Regions from separate parts of the Sus scrofa genome. Here region 1 is linked to region 2. Evidence: chromatin contacts called from public promoter capture Hi-C data. All regions are on one chromosome and are shown on one strand. The core of a region is the stretch at or near the end of the contact, and the rest is flanking DNA. Distances in the headings are between cores, read along the strand shown. Region 1 holds the start of FKBP14 (FK506 binding protein 14). Region 2 overlaps PLEKHA8 (pleckstrin homology domain-containing family A member 8).

Region 1 (5,052 bases), core at 469-2,968, 38 kb after region 2:
AACGTTTGGGATCACCGGGACCCCTTAGGCTGCTCCCTGGATTCTAGTCCTCAAGGTCTAATTCTTTTTTTCAAAGCTAATTGATCTCACACACTTCAAGGCTATTGAGGTGCCCATTAGGGCAGAAGGAGGTGAATGAATGTTGTGTGTGGCAGTGTTAGCAGACGTTTTCTAAACTCTAAGGCCCCGCTACAGAAAGTGTGGTCCACCGACTGCAGCATTGACCTCACCTAGGAGATTGCCGGAATTGCAGGATATCGCTCCAAGCCCAGAAACTGCTGAATTGAACTCTTGAATGGGTCCAGGAACTCCCAGGGGATTCCTATGCGTATTAAAGTGTGAGAAAGCACTGTGCTAAGGATATTTGACTAGGGAAAATGTTAACTGTAGACTCAGTGGAAAAGCAGGTTATGAAACAGTGTACAATAGGATCCTAATTGTTTTAGGCATGTGTCACAAAAGCATACAACAAGGTGTTCAGAGGATTATATCTGGATGGTGGTATCATAGGAAATCTTTTTTCTTTCTTTTTCTTTAGTGAAAGTCTGCCAGATTTAGCAAATAAAAACAAAGAACAATCAACTCGTTTATCTGGAATTCAAATTTAATGTGGCTCCTGTTTTTTAACTGGGAATTCTAGTGCTTTCCAGTTTCTTCCAACTCGACTACAATGTACACGTATTGCTTTTGAAATTATGAGAACAATGTAAAACTAAAAATTTTAAACTAAGTTGAGCTTGTGTAACTCGTAAATGTGATTACTATTTCTTTAAGGCCGAGATCTGCACTCTCTCTCGAGTTTTGTTTTTCTTTTTAGAGCCGCACCTGCAGCATATGGAAGCTCCCTGGCCACAGCCACAGAAACGCCAGATCCCAGCTGCATCTGCAACCCATGTCACAGCTTGTGGCAGTGCTGGATCCTTAACCTACTGAGCGTGGCCAGGGACCCAACCCGCATCCTCTCAGATATAATGTCGAGTTAGCTGAGCAACAACGGGAACTATGGTCTGCACTTATTCTTGATAGAGGCTATTATTGACTCTCTACACTAAGGTCATTTAGATGATAAATTATTAGCAGCCGTAACATAATGCAGTGATGCACAATACATCACAATACCTGGTTTGACGGCGGAGCTCAACGGCTTTTGACGCTCAACAACCTTAAGCAGGACACAACCTCTCCTAGCCTATATATGCTCATCTTTTAAATGGAATAAAAGAATCTGCCTTACCCGCAGGGTAGTGAGCGTCAAACACAGGAATGCACTTTGTGAAACCAAAAGCACTGCTAAAGTCTTTATCGATTGCACCGTAAATTAAATAATAAGCAATTACTATGGGGGAGGGGGACCGCACCAACTATGAGAGCAAAGGAGTCTTTCCTTAAACCTCTGCTGTTTCACCTGGGTCCACGACTTCTCACTGAAGCCAGGTTCTCCGCAGCCGTGACTTTGCCTGAGAAGTTTCCGGTGAGCTCCGCGCCCCACCCCTTTCTTAAAGTGCCAGGTAGAGGAATTCTGTAGTCTGTCGGGCTCCGGGACCACTCCGGGTGGTTCTCCCCTGGGCTACCGGGTGGTAAATTACATGGTTGTAGAGTCATTGGTTCGAGAGTCGCCCGAGAGACAGCTCCACTAGCCAATAAGAGGCCGCCCTGCCCAGGCGTCCGCGTGGTTGGAGCCAGTCAGGCCCGGGCTTGGGTTTAACTCTTTAGAAACCAGTTCGAAGTTGCACGGGAAAGTTGTCCGTAGTGAATGTGCCACGTCTACTGGGAGGGAGAGTTATGAACTTGCCAGAGGCTGTTGTCCTAAGCTTTCAACTACATTTTTAACTCTATGAGGTCGGGGGCCCTTTCTCTGTTTTTCTAGGAACTTCTTTCCTGCTCTGGCAACATGAGGCTTTTCTTGTGGAACGCGGTCCTGACGCTGTTAGTCACTTCTTCGAGCGGGGCTCTGATCCCTGAACCAGAAGTGAAGATTGAAGTGCTCCAGAAGCCATTCATCTGCCATCGCAAGACCAAAGGGGGGGATTTGATGCTGGTCCACTATGAAGGCTACTTAGAAAAGGACGGCTCCTTATTTCACTCCACGTAAGTAATTATACCCTGCAGGTAAAGAAGTAAAGAACCCACCCACTTAGGCCAGCTCTTGGGCAGGAACAGTAGCGTGTACCAGCGTTATCTCCCTTTTAAAAAACTAAAATATCGAATTTCTCTCTTTGGGGAAAGGAATTGGTTAAAGTCAATCTTATATAACAAGGCCTTTGAAGGTCTTACTGGAAACGTGGTCAGGATAAAACGATAAATTTTTTTATTGTAAAAATTAGAGCTAGAATCTCTGAAATCCTGTAGAAATATCTAGGTGTATAAATAGGCAATAAGTGGAAAAGACATAAAGGCATTCTCATTTCTCTTGTTCCTGAGGGAAAATAACTCAATTCCATTTTTCTTTGGTAAAGGTGAAATTAAACTTTTCATAGCCCTTTCATGAGCAGAATACACAATTATTTATTTGCTTGTGGTAGGATATGTTAACAGTAGTCCACTGACCTATTTAACTTTTGGCCTGGTGACATTTTGGTCAAGGCACAGGGACATTATTTGTTTCATTGTTTCTTTCTAGAAATTCAAAGACCTCATTGATGGGTGTGGGTGTGGTTATGGAAGATTAATCCAATACCTACAGTGAAAGATTTTCAGATGGTTACACTGTCCTTATTTCTGTTTTATAAAGAAAGAAATTGCAACAGGGAAAAGTTTTGTAAGTGTAATGATTTCCCATCAGGCCTTGATTCTCGGATTCCATCCCTAAAGTATTCATTGAACATTTCTTTATGTTAGGCCCTGTGCTTGACCCTAGGTGGATTTAAAACATCTGGCTTCTCTCTGTCCTCACCATTCATTCATCTCCATCTATCAAATCTTTACTGAGCAGCCCCAAGGCAGGCCCTGAGGATGCGGAGATGACTAAGACTGGGTTCTTGTCCTCTAGCAGGACACTGAGTACAGGGGGGAGGAAGACAGCTGTAAAGTTCAGAATGTTCAAAGTGCTCACGAAGCACGGACTCTGGAATTTATCATGCTCTGAGAGATGGGGAAAGAACACCTTCTGAGAGATCATAATTGAGGTGGGTCTTGAAAGATGGGTGGCTGGAGGTTTCCCAGGTAGAGAATGAGGAAGGAAGGACACCAGGTGGAAAGAGCAGCCTGAACTAAAGCAGCAAAGCTTCATGGCCCATCCTAGACCTCATTTTCTTTTCTTTTCTCTTTTTAGGGCTGCACCCGTCGCATATGGAAGTTCCTGGGCTGGGGTCGAATTGGAGCTACAGCTGCCAGCCTACACCACAGCCACGGCAACATGGGATCCAAGTTGTGTCCGCGATGTACATCTCATGGCAACACTGAATCCTTAACCTACTGAGCAAGGCCAGGAATCAAACCTGCATCCTCATGGATATTAGTTGGGTTCATGAGCCACTCAACCACAACAGGCACTCCCTCGACCTCATCTTCTGATCAACTGCCATTACTGGGCATTCAGATCTGATCTGTCATGACATTTTAAAGTCAATGGCAAAAAGTTCCAAGATGCCGGCTTGCCATAGACTTCTCAACAGTCTTATCTTTTTGTCAACAAGGCCAGAGCCACAGTGGACATTAAATGATATTATGATTTGCCTTCCGAAACTTTCCTTTACATTTTAATTTTTGGTATGATCTCTTTTAGATCCAGGCTGATCTATTTCAGGTCTCAGAACCAAAAGCCTGTGTGGATTTCGGTGGGAACATCGGGATATTAATTAGCACTCTGCTACTAAAGTTCTAGTACCTGAAGACAGGAATATTGTCAGGCAGCCTCCATGTAAATGGCCAGTACTGCTAACTCTGAGTATTATAAAGAAGTACCATCTAATGATCAGTTTAAAAAGCGTATTCATCATTTTGAGAACCACAGCCTATGTGGTAAATAGCCTAAATCCTTTAGCCATGAAGGATTCGGCAAGAAGTGTGCCAAAACTGTAGGCTTCTGGGTGGTAGATTCTTTCATTTTTTTCTATATTTTCTGACCGTCCCCTGTTTCCTACTGTTGCCATTTTGCTACTTTGATTACTTTTAAGGAAAAGAAGTAATGGTCTTTACCTCCATTTATTAACCATGGTACCTGTGAAGCCTGGTAGAGTGAAGCCTGGTACAGTTCTCATCTGTAAGAGATCCTTGAATAGAACCCTTTCCTCATTGCACTAAGAGGAGCTAGCAGGTTCATGTACTACCCGGCCAGCAGGCCTTCTCCAGTTGCTCAACAGCTGGCCTCTCTTCAGCTCGTGAGCCTGGATATCTTGACCCTTCCCTTCTTCCCCAGTCCTTGAGGGGCCACTGCTCCAGGCCTCCCTGCATAGCCCCAGAGTCAATGCCTAGGGAGAGAACTGGGCCAGGGTTTGTGAAAAGAGCAGTCTCTTGAATCTGTTAGAGCCATCAGCAGGCTATACATCAGAAAAGCTGTCGGCAGGATGAAAGACAATGTGCTCTTGACTCTCCATTGTCCATGTGAGCATGGACCCGCCAGTATTGGCAGTAAATTCTCCTTAGCCTCTCATCCTCCTTCCCACACTCATTTTCCATTATTTCATCCCTCTTCTGCACCCTAGTGGCCTTCCTGGGTCAGTATCACTTTTTGATTAAGACTTAAGAACTTCCGAGTTAGGTCTGAGACTGGCTCACTTAACCTCAGTTTCCTCATCTGTATAATGGGGTGGTAGTGGTGCTTTCCTCATATGATCATTGTTAGACTTAAAAGAATCAAAGCATTTAAGATAATATCTGGTCTACAGTAAATGCTCAGATAGTTGTTTTCATTATTATTCTCTCTGCCCTCTCTAGCCAAGTCAGCTTTCTGAAATGTGCATCAGGAAAGATGGGCCGTGAATTGAATTACTGTAGAGTGGACCTGTGCATGTATGCTGTTTTCCAAACTAATAAAATTAATCATGTGGTGGAAAAATTACACCACAGCAATAAAAAAAAAAAAATGACTAAGTTACTTGAGAGTTCTAATGT
Region 2 (5,622 bases), core at 2,110-4,609:
GAGTGTTATCTCTCTACACTGAACAGTAGCAGGAAACTGGGAATCTCTACAAGCAAAGGTGATTTAAATCATGAAAAGTTCTGAGCAAAGGCTGAGCGTCAGGATGAAAATCTCAAATGTATGGTCCCTTTTCCTTTCTGCTGAAACAGTCCACAGGGGAAGAGAGGGAAGGAGAAGCTGAGACTGGCTGTGATTATTTCAGTTCTGAAGCAGCATTCACCCTTCGAGCTGCCTCTCTTTTCACAATGTCAACATCTCTAGGCCCAGTTCCCAAATTATGTAAAAGGGAGGGGAGGAAAAGGAGCAGAATGAGGGATGAGGGAAGGGCAGAAAGGTTATATCCTCAACTTCCTCTACCTCCAAGAGACAAAGCTTTTCTTTTTGGCTGCTAGTGGCTGGGTTCTAGTCCATCCCAGCTCCACTAGAAGAGTCACGAGATTAGCATCCCCCACTTCCCCTCACACAGACAGCCACTACACAGCAACAGCATCCTGTGTAATGTGGAGTCCGCCAGGCACAGAGTGCTGAATCCCATATCATCTGCATTTCCTGCAAGGGGCAGAGTCTTCCTCCAATGGAACTTTCTCATATTAAGAAGTTAGTCTGGACAGAAAATTTGGCCTAGGCAACTGAGCTTTGCAAACTCTCCATTTGTGATTCGGGACAAATAAGCCCCATTTTCTGCCAGGTTATTAACTTTGTATGTCATGATAAAAATACAAACAATAATAGAAGCTAACTTCTATTAAGTGCTTATTATGAACCAATTTTTTTTTTAATTGCTCTTGCTTCTTTTCCATGTGTCTCACCACTGTTGCACAGATCCATACACTGAATGGATTTCAGACAAGGCATTCTTTATTTTTTTTTGTCTTTTTTGCCTTTCTAGGGCTGCATCTGCAGCATATGGAGGTTCCCAGGCTAGGGGTCTAATCGGAGTTACTGCTGTCAGCCTACGCCAGAGCCACAGCAATGCCAGATCTGAGCCACATCTGCGACCTACACCACAGCTCTTGGCAACGCCAGATCCTTAACCCACGGAGTGAGGCCAGGGATTGAACCCACAACCTCATGGTTCCCAGTCAGATTCATTTCCACCGTGCCACGATGGGAACTCCATGAACCAGTTTTCTAAACTTTCCACATGCATAAACCTATTTAATCTTTACAACAATCTTATTAGGGAAATCAAATCATCACTCCCATTTTATAGATGAGGAAACAGAGGCAGAGAAAAGTTCAGTCAATTGCTTAAGGGCACAATACCATTCGCTGGTGAAACCTGAGAGGCCAAGATCTTAATCTCTCCACAAAGCCGTAAAGTTTGGTAGATGCTTCAGCGGGTCCTAACAGTCACGGTGAGTCTAACTTTGAGTCCTGAAATCAGGACACAAAGGGCAGAATATAACTGACACTGCCCTGGAAACTCAGGGATGGATGAGAAACTCCAAAATGCAGGCAGCTCAGGGATGGTAGAGACTTTTGTGGAAGAAATGAAGGCTCTGGAAGCAGGGATCCCAAAGTGACACTGCTCCAGATCTTTTGTGGTCTTAGCATATCTCTAAATCTTGCAGAATTTCAATCACCTAACTTATAAAAATAGACTGATGTGAGGACTAGGTTGTCTGAATTTTTAATACAGTATTACAGAAATAACACCTTTTATTGTTTCATGGCACTTCAGCTAGTTTCCAGACAGGGAAGCCTGAGAAAATCATGAGAGGGCAGGATCCCTCAGGGCTCATGACCCAGAGGGAGGACAGACAAAAGGAAGAACCCACCCCTGACCCTGATAAAATTCTGCTGTGAACACTGGCTCCTCCTTCCCAACAGAAGCATCTAATTCATTCACTTCACTATTTATAATCACGGCTGCTTCGAGTGTGACCATGTGCTTCTCTACAACATAACAATACAGGGCTTCAAAACACATGGAATTTCATTCCCACCCACGCACCCGCCAGTGCCTCAATGCTCATCCTGGAAGGATTTCCTAAGTGAGAGCTCAGTCACTTTGTTAGGAGCACCACAAGGACGCTTCCAAGTCCTCAATGTTTTCCAAAAATGGCCTGACAGATGCAATGAACCATGCATCCCTCCACCCACCCACCCATGTTTATTAATAAGCACCTTCAACATTCCAGGCGCTGCATTAAGTGCTAGAGACAGAGGGCCATCTCCTTTGACCAAGGCCTTCATCCTAGTTTCAACCTGAGGAGCACGGGATGATGCCCAACCCTTCCTCTCACTTCAGAGCAGATTCCCAGGGATCCCCCTCCCTTTTACTGCCTCCAAAACTAGCTTCCATTTGGATATTGATTTTAGAGAACTACACAGTATAATTTAGGAAGAACTAATGTCTTAAAAATAGTAGGTTTTCCTATTAAGATTAAGAGAGAGCTCGCTATTAATTTAGCTCTTTTTTTAAGATATACTGATTTTTAATAAGTTAGATCTAGATTACTAGGTCACTATCTCAGGGTTCTTTTTTAACAAAGCATATACGAAACATCATCATCATAATAAACATTAGTAAGAATGAAGTAGAAAAAAAATCAAGTCTTGAAAAGCAGACCCTGTCTCCTCCACCAGGGGTCTCCATTTCACACTGCAGTCAATCAACCAATCAACATGTAAAGAACACTCACTCAGGGCTGTCTGGATGTCCTTTTCTCCATTTTTCACTTCTGTCAAAAAGCCCTTCAAAAATTTGAGACCTCTAAAACAAAAAAGAAGAAACATAATTTTCAAAATTCACTCATATTAAATGGGTATATAGAAATGACATTAGCTTCTTTTTAAGAGTATCTTAGGTCAAGTCACATAGCAGTCCTCTCTGAGTTTCTTCCCTGTCATTTCCCTTTAGCTTTCTCTAGACCTTTCTTATCTGAAATACCAAAACAGTGGTTTTCAAAATGTAGTCCCAGGACCAGAGGCTTTAGCATCACCTGGGAACTTGTCAGAAATGCAAAATTGGGAAGCCTCATTCCAGATTTACTGACTTAGAAACTCTGAGTTTCGAGTGGCGCAATTTCTGTTTTTTTCAAATAAGCCCTCCAGGTGATTGTGGTGCCACTAAAGTTTGTGATCCACTGACTTAAAGACAAACCAATCAACTGCATTGTCTTTTATGATACCAATCTTATATATTCTATTAACAATGCTTCTCACCATCAAGATGGAGGCAAAAAAAAAGGTGGTGCTCTATTCACTAGGTCTTTATACAGCTGAGTTACAGCTGTCCCTCAAAAGCAGTCTCCTTTGTATAGCAATTGATTTTGGAGGCAACATTTCAACTAAGCGGGATTTTAACTGCTGCCCCACCCCAGCTGCCTTACCTCTTCAGCCACAAGAGGGCTTCTGTAGCTGAGTTCCGAACCTGGGCTACGTCGGCTTCCACTTCATGCAGCACTATCTTTTGGAGGGTGGTAAACTCTTCCTTGTTGGTAATATACTTCTGATTTACCTTCTGCAAGAAAAGGAGGGAAACAATCTTAGGTTAAAAATGTTAAAGCTGGACTTCCCCGGTGGCTAAAGGATAAGGATCTGATGTTGTCACTACTGTGGCTTGGGTCACTGCTGTATGCAGATTCAATTGCTGGCCTGGAAACTTCCACATGCTGTGGGCTCGGCCAAAAAAAAAAAAAGTCTCTGTCACCTTCCTTATGGTTTCAAAGTAATGGGTTTTATTTGTTTGCAAGTTTTTATGAGGCTTATGCTAGAATTAAATATTCTAAGGGTTTAAAAGCACTGTTGTTAAAGTATTTTTTTCTGTGAGAAATGTTCTTACGGCTGGCCTGTGCTTTTCATGCTGAGTAAAAAAGTCAAGAGTTATTTGTCTCTGAATGAGATTTCATGCAACTCCTCCCTCTAAATATACAGGGACACAAAGATAAGCCAGTATATTCACCTTAATATTTCCAACTAGATCCATTTTAACAGGAGCAAACACCGTGGGGCCAAGTTTGTCTACAAGAAAAGAATGAAAACATCTTTGAAGAAGGGATTTTTTTTCAAGTGGAAAATAAGTTTTATAGCAACAATGAATTAAACAGATTTACTACCCCCCACAAACTTTAATTTTTTGCTTTTAAATCACTTTCTAAACATAAGCTTGAAAGCTTTCTAGGACACCGTTACTGCTTTCTTCTACTAGTCTGCTCTCAAGTGAGTAACTATAATACAGCCCTAGGGGCAGGTGAAGATAACTTTATAAGTCTGAATGCATATTGTAATCCTTAGGGCTGCATTGTCCAATATGGTAGCCACTAGATGTGTGGCTACTGAGCACGTGCAATGTACCCTATTCCAAACTGAAATGTTCTGTTAGTGTAAACACATACCAGATTTCAAAGACTTAGTGCCAAAAAACAAAATTATCTCATTACTGACTCGTTTACATTGATTCCATGTTGAGATGATATTTTGGATATACCAAGTTAGATAAAATACATTATTAAAATTAGTTTTATCTGTTTTGCTTTACTATTTTAATGTGCTTGCTAGAAAATTTTAAATTACATATGTAGCTTGAATATTTTTGCGGCATAGGGCAACTAAAAACTAACACAAAAGGGTACAAAGAGAAAATTTAACAAAATTCTAAAAAATACATGACTTAACCAAAAGAAAGACAGAAACAAAGATAAGGAGCTAAAAAGTCAAAAGAAGAAATAAAATAGAATACTAAAAAAATAACTGATAAATTGGCTAGAAATCAAGAAAGGAATAAAGAAAGGAACAAAGAACAGATGAGAAAAACAGAAAATAAATAGCAAGAAGGGAGAAATCCACTGCAGGCTTAAATACACCCAAATGATGTAATTTATTACACTAATGAAGTATACAGGGAAAAAACATAACAATTTCAATAAATATAAAAATTACATTTTGTAAAATTAACTCATTCATGATTGTAAAAAAACAATTCAATGTACAAAAGTCAACTGCATCTATATGCTATTAATGAACAATTGGAAAATGAAATACTTTTTTATGATAGCATAAGAAAACTATAAAATCCCCAAATTTATTCCTAACAATAGATGTACAGGACCTCCACCCTCTGTAAAATGTGGTTAAAGACGACCTCGGTAAATAGAGAGCTGTAACAGCACACCCATGAGCTGAAGACTCGATGCTGTTTAAGACGTCAACGTCCTACCAATTAGTTTACAGATTCAACGTAATCTTAATTAAAATCTTAACAGGCTATTTAATAGAAACTGAAAAGTTAAAATTTATATGGACATATAAAGGAGCCAGAATTGCCAAAACATCTTGGAAAAAAGGAACACAATTGGAAGACTTATATTCCAAGGCTGATTTTTAGCCTTACTATAGAGGCACAATAATTAAGATACTGTACTATCAGGATAAGGAAAAACCAACAGATCATTAAAACAGAAGACAGTCCAGAAACAGACCCACATTTATAGGGTCACTTAGTTTTCAAAAAGCTGCCAAATTAATGTAAAAGGGAAAAGATGCTTTTTCAACAAATGGTTCTTAAACAACCATATATATGGAAAAAAAGAAAAGAATCCCAACCCTTACCTCACACCACATACAAGAATTAATTCAAGATGAATCATTAATATAAACACAAAATCAAAGCTAAAG

What was found. Promoter capture Hi-C pulls out the DNA fragments that hold promoters and counts their contacts.
Region 1: a promoter capture Hi-C map of liver shows a contact between it and region 2, with 3 times the contacts expected there. The contact joins the promoter of FKBP14 here to the enhancer-like site in region 2. A contact is called at or near these places in 1 of 5 promoter capture datasets (liver), 19 of 47 Hi-C or Micro-C datasets (alveolar macrophages, blood, embryonic fibroblasts and 8 more) and 2 of 2 datasets of contacts at active chromatin or transcription factors (alveolar macrophages and skeletal muscle).

The regions. Positions count from the first base shown.
Region 1 is chr18:42,901,382-42,906,433 of Sscrofa11.1, forward strand. It overlaps FKBP14 (FK506 binding protein 14), which reads left to right and starts at 1,719. Exons shown (of 4, transcript NM_001244527.1): 1 at 1,719-2,088. The coding sequence starts at 1,892.
Region 2 is chr18:42,861,547-42,867,168 of Sscrofa11.1, forward strand. It overlaps PLEKHA8 (pleckstrin homology domain-containing family A member 8), which reads right to left. Exons shown (of 14, transcript XM_005673281.2): 10 at 3,911-3,969; 11 at 3,339-3,469; 12 at 2,649-2,719. Among named protein-coding and RNA genes, the nearest start is that of PLEKHA8, 37 kb to the right of the region's middle. Within about 2 kb of position 3,360, at least 2 of the 83 cell types and tissues checked have an H3K27ac peak or open chromatin away from gene starts, as enhancers often do. A contact at or near this core is called in liver, where this site is marked.